2 separate regions of the Sus scrofa genome follow, and region 1 is linked to region 2. The links are chromatin contacts, called in public Hi-C maps. All regions are on one chromosome and are shown on one strand. Each heading gives the region's core, a stretch centred on a gene start, on an enhancer-like site or on the middle of the called end of the contact. The rest is flanking DNA. Distances are from core to core; before and after follow the strand shown. Region 1 holds the start of ZHX2 (zinc fingers and homeoboxes protein 2). Region 2 overlaps ZHX2 (zinc fingers and homeoboxes protein 2).

Region 1 (4,657 bases), core at 1,109-3,608, 83 kb after region 2:
AGGTGGAAGCCCGAGCACATCACGACTTGGCTTCCCAGTCAAGTTTTCTCCCCAGCCTAACACACCACCCTCCTCCTCCTCCTCCTCCTCTGCCGCCGCCTCCCGAGCTCCGCACAGCGACGAGGCCAAGCGGACCGTTCCGTGATGCTCACTGGTTTCCAACTTTCCGCTCATCTTCGTCTGCGCAGCCTCCTGCAGAGCGGCTGGGAAAGGGGCAAGTTTGCAAAGGCGAGGACCCCAAGTCCTGGGGAAGCCACAAAGCAGCCGAGACACCAACAAAGATGAACCGCTCGTGGGGCAGACGAAGAGCGCCAGCTGCCCTGCCGGGGGGCGACCGTGGGCTTGGGCGGGCAGAGGCGGGCCGCGGGCGGAGGACAGCGGGGGCCCCGCGGCTCCCCCCGCCCCGCCCCCCAGGCCCTCGCCACGCGGGTTCCCCGGCACCTGAGCGGGGCGTGGGGACAGCGCCGCGCTGCGGCTCGGCCCGCGGCAGGTAGCTCGGCTCCCCGCCCGCGCCGCGCGCCCGCTGCCTGCAGCCACCAGGAGAGGAGAGGCAGCCTCAACCCACGGCGTCATGCTTCCTGCCACCACAGTACGGCGAATCGTCACCGGGAGAGGGGAGAAGAGGGGAGAGCGGGGGAGGGAGGGAGGGGAGCACACACACGCAGCCCCCCGCCTGCCCGAACCCGCGGAGCCGGGGCCACGTCCCGGTGGAGTCCCCGTGGGACCGGCCCCGTTCGCACAAAGCGCCGCAGTTTGGCCAAGAAGGGAGGGAGCCGGCCACGAAATAAATAAATAAAAACAGAGTCGGGTCTACGTAACGCCCTGTCGAAAGCGGACGCCATATTTTTTTGTGGCTTATGTCGACATAGGGAAACGTAGACATGTTTTTCCTCCTCCTCCTCCTCCTCGGTCTGCCTCCCATTTATCCAAACTTGTAATCAAAACTCTTTAAAAAAAAATCTCCCCCCGCCTCTGGATCCTCTGATTTCCTCCCACCCGCAAAAAAGAGCCTGCACCCCACCCCCCCTTCCGCGCCCCCCTTCCAATCACAAACCCGGCCAAGTCCCATTAACAACACATTTTCGGGAGCCGCGGCGGCGGCGGCGGCGGTGGGAAAGTTGGGCTGGAGTGGCCGGTGCCCGGCGTGCGGGGCTCGGGGCCGGCCGCGCCGGGCGGGGGGTGCTCCGCGCCGGGGCGAAGTTTCTTACCTGCGCCGGGGCTGGGAACGCGGGGACCCGGGCTGGGAACGTGGAGACGCGGCACGGGCGTTCCAAAATGGAACTCTGCTGGCTCCCCCCACCCACTCCCCACTCCTCACCGGGCGCCCGGCTCGGGCTCCGTGGGAAAGAGGGGGAAAGCCAGCCTGCCAGACAGACAGACAGAAGAAGCCCCCGTACGGAGAACAGTGGCCAAAATTTTTAAAAGAAAAAAAAAAAAAAGAAGGAAAAAAAAAGGGGAAAAAAATGTCTCGATCAGTGGGGAATCTACGCCAAAACCCACATGATCTGTAACGTCAGCATGCGTATTTGCATACGATACCACCACCCGAGCTGCCACCCGGGCTCGGGTTCCGCAGAAAGTTACAAAGTGAAATTCAGCCCCCTCCGGAGACGCCGGCGAAATGTCATTTTCAGGCGAGAGCTGGGGGGGAGGCCAACCCTAAAGGCGCTGGTTACTAGCCAAGGTTGGGGGGTGGGCAGTAAATTAACTTAAAAGTCTGAGCCCAGTAACGGACTCGGTGGAATTTCTGCGAGGGGAGGAGGGGGAGGCGCGAGCGAGATCATTGAATATTAAGCACGACCCGGCGCGGCGGCCGCGGCCAAACCCTCCTGGTGCAATACCCATTTTCTTTATGAAAAGTTCAAGGTGTCACTGATGAGCTCGACAAACTGTTGATCCTAACCACGTGGAGTGGCCGACGGAGGGACCGCTGGGCGCGGCTGCTCGCTGAGCGGGCGGCACCCGGGACCCCGCGTCCCTCCTGCAGAGCAAACGGCAGCGCGCGGGTGGGGCCGCCGCAAGCCCAGGGCGCTGCCTGCGCTTTCTCCCGCCCTAGGACTCAGGGAAATAATAACAACTTAAAAAAATTTTTTTTTTCTTTTTTAAAGCGAGACACATTTAACTCCTGGAGTAGTAATAAGAGGGCTCGGAGTAGGGAGGGTAAGGAAGAGCCCCCACTTATATAACGACTCGAAATTAGATGACTTTTGCTGAAGAGATTCTGAGATTTCCGCTTGCGCCAGGTCTGAGGTTGGTTAAACATCCTCAAACTTTTTTTCCTAAGAGCCAATAAACAAACAGACGCCCTGGGAGCTGACTTAAACTCTTGTCGGGCCAGCGCTCGCTGGGATTCTCAGACTTCGGAGAAATGCACACCCCTGCGGCGCTGGCAGGGAAGTCCCTCGGAAGCGAGGCGGGTCACTTTCGAAACTGGGACTCTGGCCTTCCCGGCGGGAGGGCATCCCTAACCGCCGCCGCCCCCTGGATCCCCTCGGGCGGCTTAGAGCAAAGGCAGGTCAGAATCTCGCTGCCCTCCGCCCGCGGCCTCGGGAACCGTGAACTCGCGTTTTGGGCGCGGCGCTTCAGCTGCAGTGTTCAGCTAAGGGCTCCAAGGGATTTGGGATTCAGGGGACGCTTTGGCATTTCACAGAACCTGTCTGCGCCGCCTGTCCCTGCCAGGTGGACCAGTTTCTCCTCGGTGGGCATCTCGACGCGTCAGCATCTCCCAAGTGTGTGCTGAGTGCGAGCGCGCACTGGGCGAGCGGGGGCCAAGGGGATGCTGTCTGGGGTCTACTTTTGACATTTTGAGAGCAGCAAGAAGACAAAGGGAGCCTGGGGCTGGGAGGCTCCGCGGAGTCCCCGCCCGCGCTGAGGATTAGCAGGCGCGGAGCGTCGGGGCTTCCCGGCCAGCCTTAGCTTGGGGGGAATTAGAACGAACTCTAGCGGCGGCTTGCGACTCGGCTCTGGGCGCTAGGACAGCAACAGGTGGCCGTGTGCGGCGGAGTGGCTGGAGGCGAGGACGGAGACGGGGTGAAAATGGCTGGCTCCCGGGCTGACTGCGTGGTCAACGCATTGGTTGACCTTTTGGCATTTTCGTTTCTGAGGCTGAGGAGAAGAAAGCAGCTGAAAGGCTTTCTCAGGGTCTCCCTTTAGGGCTCCAATTTCTCCACCAGAACCTGTTCTTTGGGTTCCCAGAAATTTTTACAATAAAAATAAAAATAGCTCATATGCAAAACTTTCTACTGGCTTGCACCTGTTTGTTCCGTTATTGCTGATGCAGGGTTGTTTGTTAACGGTGCAGGAAACCAGGTACTGGCTTTGAAGGAGGTCTCTTTTCCTAATGCTCTCAGATCTGAGAGGCAAACTGCCCAGGTTCTTAAAGGATTTATTAAGAACTTCCTGGGTGACTATGATCCAGATGCTATCGCATCTTTCTCAAACTCATTCCATATCTACTGTCTAACATCCTAATGTGCTTGCTGTCAATATCAGAATTTAGGGATGCTGAGTTTTTTTCCTCTTCCCTCAAGGATGTGCATGAAGAGAGAAAGAAAAAGAAAACAATCCCACCAACTATAATATTTTTATATTGCTTACTCTTGACTCTTCCAGGTCATTCCACTGCTTCCCTACGCCCCCCCCCCATAACTACAGTTCCCTGTTTCCATGGAAGTTACTGAAACCTTAAGAAAGTTGTATCTGTTCTGAGGCTGCACCTCCTTTTGCTGGTCATCCACTTAGAAGGGATTTCTATAAGCCATGTTTCCTCTGTCCCCCCCTCACTACCGTCTTCTTTTGGTTGGGCGAGCGGATAATAGGATGGAAGGGTCAGGCATGAGCCACACCGGGTAGACCCTCTGGACCGTCCATTGAGCTTTCATGTCTTCAGGCCACTTGTATCTCTTGGACACTGTGGGGGCATCTGATGTGCTGCAGTGTCTTTAAATTGTTCAGAGTTTAGCATGGGCCGGACCTTCCCTATATAAGCAGACAGCAGGGGATTAAACAAGGGTGACTTTTGCATTAAGAGCTACGATTTCAGTTTGCTTCACGTGTAGGTGGAGGAGGCAGACACTTACCTGATGTGATTCAGGAGCTCTGGAATCAATAATTATAGGAGTAGTGCTTATTGAGTGCTTTGTGTGCCTTTGCCAATTGCTGGTTAATCTTTTTTCAAACTGAAGTATAGCTGATGTACGATATTGTTTTAGTTTCAGGTGTACAGTTCTTAATCTTTACAACAACCCTAACAGGCATTGATTCTCGGAATGTTTTGTCTCAGGCCCCCTTTAGACCCTTCAAATTATTAAGGACCCCAAAGAGCTTTTGTTTATGTAAGTTATATACATCTTGATATTTATTAGAAATTCAACTGAAAAAAACCCCAAAGCATGGGAATTTACAAACACACTTTCCATTAGCCATCAGAGCAATAACACATGACATGTCATGTAGGCTTTGGAAATCTACTGTATACTTGAGAAAGAATACGAATGAAAAGGGCAGGTACTGTTTTAGCCCTATTACCAAAGTAGATTTGACCTTGAGGACCCCAGGAAGGGTCTTGGGGACTGTTAGGATCCCTGTATAACAGCTGGAGAATCACTGTTAGGATAAGTTCTATTATTATGCATATTTCACAAATGAGGAAGCCCAG
Region 2 (4,852 bases), core at 738-3,237:
TACTGCCATAGGAGGAAGGAGTGAAGAAACCCTCGTGTGCCCCTGCAGGGGAGTGTGGTTTGAACTTGCACCTGGATTTGCCGGAGAACCAGCAACTGCCTAGGACGGATCTGGCCCATCAGGGCTGAGCCACTTTCATGCTCACAGTACATGGGACGCTTGTGACTTGGTTTCCTGATTGAGCAGTTTCTTCTGGTCTTGCCTCTTAAATGTTGACGGTGTCCCAGGCTTCTGTCCTCTGGCTCTGAGCTGTCCCCAAGTGAGCCCAATCCTCCCATGGCCTCGGCCATCTCCTCCATCAGCCGCCTGTCCTTATTCCCTCGCCATAAGCCGGCCCCAGGGATGTGGCTCTTGTCCCTTGAGGAAGCCTGCTCAGGTCGGCTTCTCACTGGGCAGCAAGGGTGGGGTGGGGCTATACCATAGTCGTGGAGGATGATACCATTTGAAAAGAACCCAGGTCACGCTCACCTTTCCCCCCCCAAGAAGACGCTCGCCAGGGTGACAGATAATCATTGACCTCTGTGCAGCTGACTCCTGAATGACTCAGCTCCATCCTGTCCCAAGCTTGCCTCTATGTTCTGGCCCATTCTGGACATTTCTACTAGGATGCTGATACGCACACTCATCCCAGGATTACTGTCAAGACTAATACTCATGTTATTCCAAGTCACATTAATTGAGTGCTCCCTCTGTGCCAGGCACAGTTATTAACACTTGACATGCACTGATCCGAACAGAGGTCTCAGGCAGCTAACTGCATAATCTCCATTATATAGGTGAAGAAACGGAGGCTCAGGAAAGTTAAATGACCCCTCCAATGTTAAGCAGGAAGCAACAGACTGAGCCAGGATTTGCACTCAAGCCATTTGGACTGCTGAGACCACCTGGTCAGCCACCGCTCTACATATCCCGCCTCCCAGGCCCCCCAGGTGTGTCCTGTGCTGTTTGTCCCTAGCACCTCTGTGACATCCAATACCTTTTTCCATCTCTTCACCACCTGGTTAACGCGCTCTCTCCCTTAGACTCTTCCAAGCAAGCAGCCTGGGGCTTGCTCTGGACTCCTCCTTTCTCACATTCCCTGTTCACATCCAATCAATGCTTTCTCTGAGTCTGTACTCTGGGCTCTGGACTCCTCCTTTCTCACATTCCCTGTTCACATCCAATCAATGCTTTCTCTGAGTCTGTACTCTGGAGCCACCCCCTTGCTCCACCCCTGCTGTGACCATTTGGGTGGCCACGCCCTGTCTCCAGGGTTACGTCTGGGCCGCTGCCCCCTGACTAATGTGTCCTATCCTCCATCTCTCTCACCTGCAGCCCACCCTTTGCACTTTGACCAGGTCAAGCTTCTACATCCAAGATTGCATCAAGTCACTTGCTCGGTTTAAAACTTTGGAAAGCTGGAGTTCCTGCCGTGGCTCAGTGGTTAACGAATCCGACTGGGAACCATGAGGTTTCGGGTTCGATCCCTGCCCTTGCTCAGTGGGTTAAGGATCCAGCGTTGCCGTGAGCTGTGGTGTAGGTCGCAGACGTGGCTTGGATCCTGCATTGCTGTGGCTCTGGCATAGGCTGGTGGCTACAGCTCCGATTAGACCCCTAGCCTGGGAACCTCCCTAGAAAAGGCAAAAAGACAAAAAAAAAAAAAAAAAAAAAAAAAAAGCTTCTGAAAGCTGCTTCTTGCTTCTTGCAAACAGTCTGCTCCAGAGCCTGGTGTCTGAGAACCTCTGTGGTTTGGCTCAGCCGAGCTTGCCCATCTCAACCGCCATGCACCCCACCCCCTGGGCTCCAGTGACACCAGACTTCCTGACACCCTCCAAATGGCTCCTTCTCCCTCTGCACCTCTGCCCAGACTGCTGCTTCCTCCCTGTCTGCAGAAATCCCTCCTCTCCCTCAGGTTCTAGTTGAAAGTCTTCCTAAAGCCACAAGCAGAGTGGACTTTGTCTCTGTGGGTAGGAAACTGACCGTGTTGATGTCCATCAGGCGATCACACTGACTCCAGCACTTGTTTACCTACTGTTTTTGTTTTACTGACACTTTTACTCAGTGCCAGGTATTGTTCTAAGCACATTTCATGAACTCAGGAGTTGTTATAAGCCTCCTATCTGAGGGCCTATCTTGCAGGTGAGGAAAATGAGGCACAGAGAAGTTAAATACTTGGGTCAAGATCACAGGGTTTAGCAAAGGTACAGCTGGGATTCTAACTGAGTCAATCTGGAGCCAGAGTGCACAGTCTTAAACACTCTGCAGTGCTGCCTCATGCTGAGTGGTGTAGAGAGTACCCTCTGTGGGGGCCCAGAGAGGGGACAAGGGCCTCCAGTGGGGGGTGGCAGGGAGGGGGTGCTTCTGCTGAGTTTCTTTTATCTTTTTCTTTTTAGGGCTATACCTGCAGCATATGGAAGTTCCTAGGCTAGGGATCAAACTGGAGCTGCAGCTGCTGGCTTATGCCACAGTCACAACCCCATTGGATCCCAGCCTTTGCGACCTATAGCTTGTGTCAATGCCAAATCCTTAACCCACTGAGCGAGGCAGGGATTGAACCTGCATCCTCACAGAGACAATGTCGGGTCCTCTACCCACTGAGCCACAACGGGTACTCCCCCTGTTGAGTTTGGAATGACATGCTGCCCCTGCCTCCCTAGTCCTCTGGGGGCCAGCTCCCCGGCTGAGCCTATGGTGGCCGTGCCCTCTAACCTCAAGGCCTCCCTTGGTCCATCTTCAGGAGCTAAGAATCTGAGGCTGAACAAGGATGAAGAGAGGGATGCAGGATTGGGTCCCTACACCAGGGAGTCAAGCCTCATTGGAAAGAATGGAAAGGCAGGATGGGTCCTACTGCTCCTTTCCCACTCCTGGGATAGTGGGGTGACTGCTGGCCATGCCTTCTCGGGAAGTGGGGGGGGGTCCTTGGCGGGGAGCCCATCTGCTCCAGGCTTCAGAGACAACAAAAGACAAACATGAGGTTCTCGGGGGCTGGAGAGGTCTGGGGACAGGTGCTCAAGGTGGCCAGAATAACGGGTGTGTCCTTGCCTGCTGCCCCCTTAGAACCCAGTTCTGGACCAACAACCCAAGAGTCATGGTCTCACCTGGGCTTCTGCACCCCCACCCCCCCGCCCCTGGCTTCTGTGCCAGGAGGCCCTGCTCCTCCAGCCGCGAGTGGGTTCCAATCCCTGGTACTGATTTAACTGGTCTTCATTTTTTTCAAGTATAAATTGAATCTTTCTCCCGAAGATCTAAGAAACTAAGGCTGAACGTGGAGTTCTAGTTCAAACTACTTCCCCATTTTCAACAAGTAAAGCCCACCACACTCCCACTCAGGTTCAGTTGGTGGCAACTAGGTGTTCAACCCTCTTGGCTGTCCAGACTCTCCCTAGAGCAGGAGTGAATTCGGGTGTTGACACGTGCTGAGCTGAAGGGAAGACGTGGTCTAGTCGCCATGGGGCTCGGTCCCGCTAGAGACACCTGCTACCAAGGCACTCATGCTCATGCACGTTAGGACTGTCAGGACATCAGCTATTCCCTGCAGAAGACCGAGAACAGGGTAACTCAAGTTGAAGGTTTAAGTGGACCTTTCCTGCTGAAGAATCAACAGCAATGAAATGACAGCCTCTGAAAAACTAACAGGAGGCATCAGAAAAGTATGAGACTCTTAAAACAATTTGTAACTTCATTTTCTTGAATGTTATTGCAAGAAGAAAGCTATGCTTTCAGGGTGATTAGGGATGGGAGGAGGTGGGGGGCAGGGAGCAGAAACAATATCTTTTGACCATATTTTGTGAGCAAGCTCTTCTGCCAGGTCTCTTCCACACTTTATCTCATTTAATTCCTGAAGAGCCCCATGAGCTGTATTATTTCCCCATTTTACAGACCGAGAAACTCAGGGGAAACCTAGTTCCGAACCATTTTGTCTCATCTTCTGCATGTATTTCTGGAAAAACAGCTTATATTCCTGGCTAGTGCAGTTAAGTCTCTCTAATTTGGATCCCCTGACAATTTGAAACAGAAGCAAAGCTGCCCATAGAATGACTTTTCTGGTTTAAAAAAGTCTCTGCTTTTGTTTGAATTTCACTGGTCTCCATCCTAAGCTCATAAACAGAGTAACTGCCTGAGAGGTACAGGTCAGGCGTACGCAGCCACACAATCAGACCTGCAAGCACAGACCACCATGGCCCCTGCATCCGCACCTGTTAGCTGAGCTGACTCCGTGGACTGAAAGATAATGAAGCCCACCTGCATGCAGCAGATACCCTCACATTAAGACTTTCCACTCACTCCGTCGGGTCCTAAAGTGGTCCAGATTAATGAGGTTTTGCTGTGCTTTGCCTCTCTGATGTAAAACGAGGCCACTATGTAAAACAATACAGTGTGAGAGTGGGCAGGGACCTTGGAAATTGCTCTGGCAAAAAGTAGCACGTGTACTACAGCCTTATTATTGCTCCCCAGCAGACATCACTAATCCATTGTAGCACACTCTTTCCTGGTATGCCTCTGAATCCTTCACAGTGCTCCTGGCAGCCACGACCAATTGATCCAAGTTAGCAGGAGATGAAATCTATTTGGCACCCGCAACCTGGCCCAGTCACTTCATCTGAATAGAGGTGGAACAGAAGCTGAGAGAGGCCACATGACTGACAGAGCCAGGAATCAGGACCTCTTCTCTCTGACAGCTTTACCTTTGAAGCTGCCCCCCCAAACACTGCTTTATCCTGGTTCCCTTCCCATTAAAGGCAGAAGTGAGCTGGGGTCACTTGGCAGATGTTAGGGGGTACACAGAGAGAAGGAGACTGGTATGAGTGGCAGTTTTTTGGATCCTCCCCAGGCCCGCATAGGCATAGAGACTGTGCTTATGCCAGAAACAATT

What was found. A called contact is a pair of places that touch in the nucleus more often than the background predicts.
Region 1: a contact with region 2 is called in a Hi-C map of liver, with 2.9 times the contacts expected there. The contact joins the promoter of ZHX2 here to the enhancer-like site in region 2. A contact is called at or near these places in 7 of 47 Hi-C or Micro-C datasets (heart right ventricle, liver, psoas muscle and 2 more) and 2 of 2 datasets of contacts at active chromatin or transcription factors (alveolar macrophages and skeletal muscle).

The regions. Positions count from the first base shown.
Region 1 is chr4:16,551,501-16,556,157 of Sscrofa11.1, forward strand. It overlaps ZHX2 (zinc fingers and homeoboxes protein 2), which reads right to left and starts at 2,359. Exons shown (of 5, transcript XM_021088974.1): 1 at 1,209-2,359.
Region 2 is chr4:16,468,749-16,473,600 of Sscrofa11.1, forward strand. The region is part of intron 2 of ZHX2 (zinc fingers and homeoboxes protein 2); the gene reads right to left. Among named protein-coding and RNA genes, the nearest start is that of ZHX2, 83 kb to the right of the region's middle. Within about 2 kb of position 1,988, at least 11 of the 83 cell types and tissues checked have an H3K27ac peak or open chromatin away from gene starts, as enhancers often do. A contact at or near this core is called in liver, where this site is marked.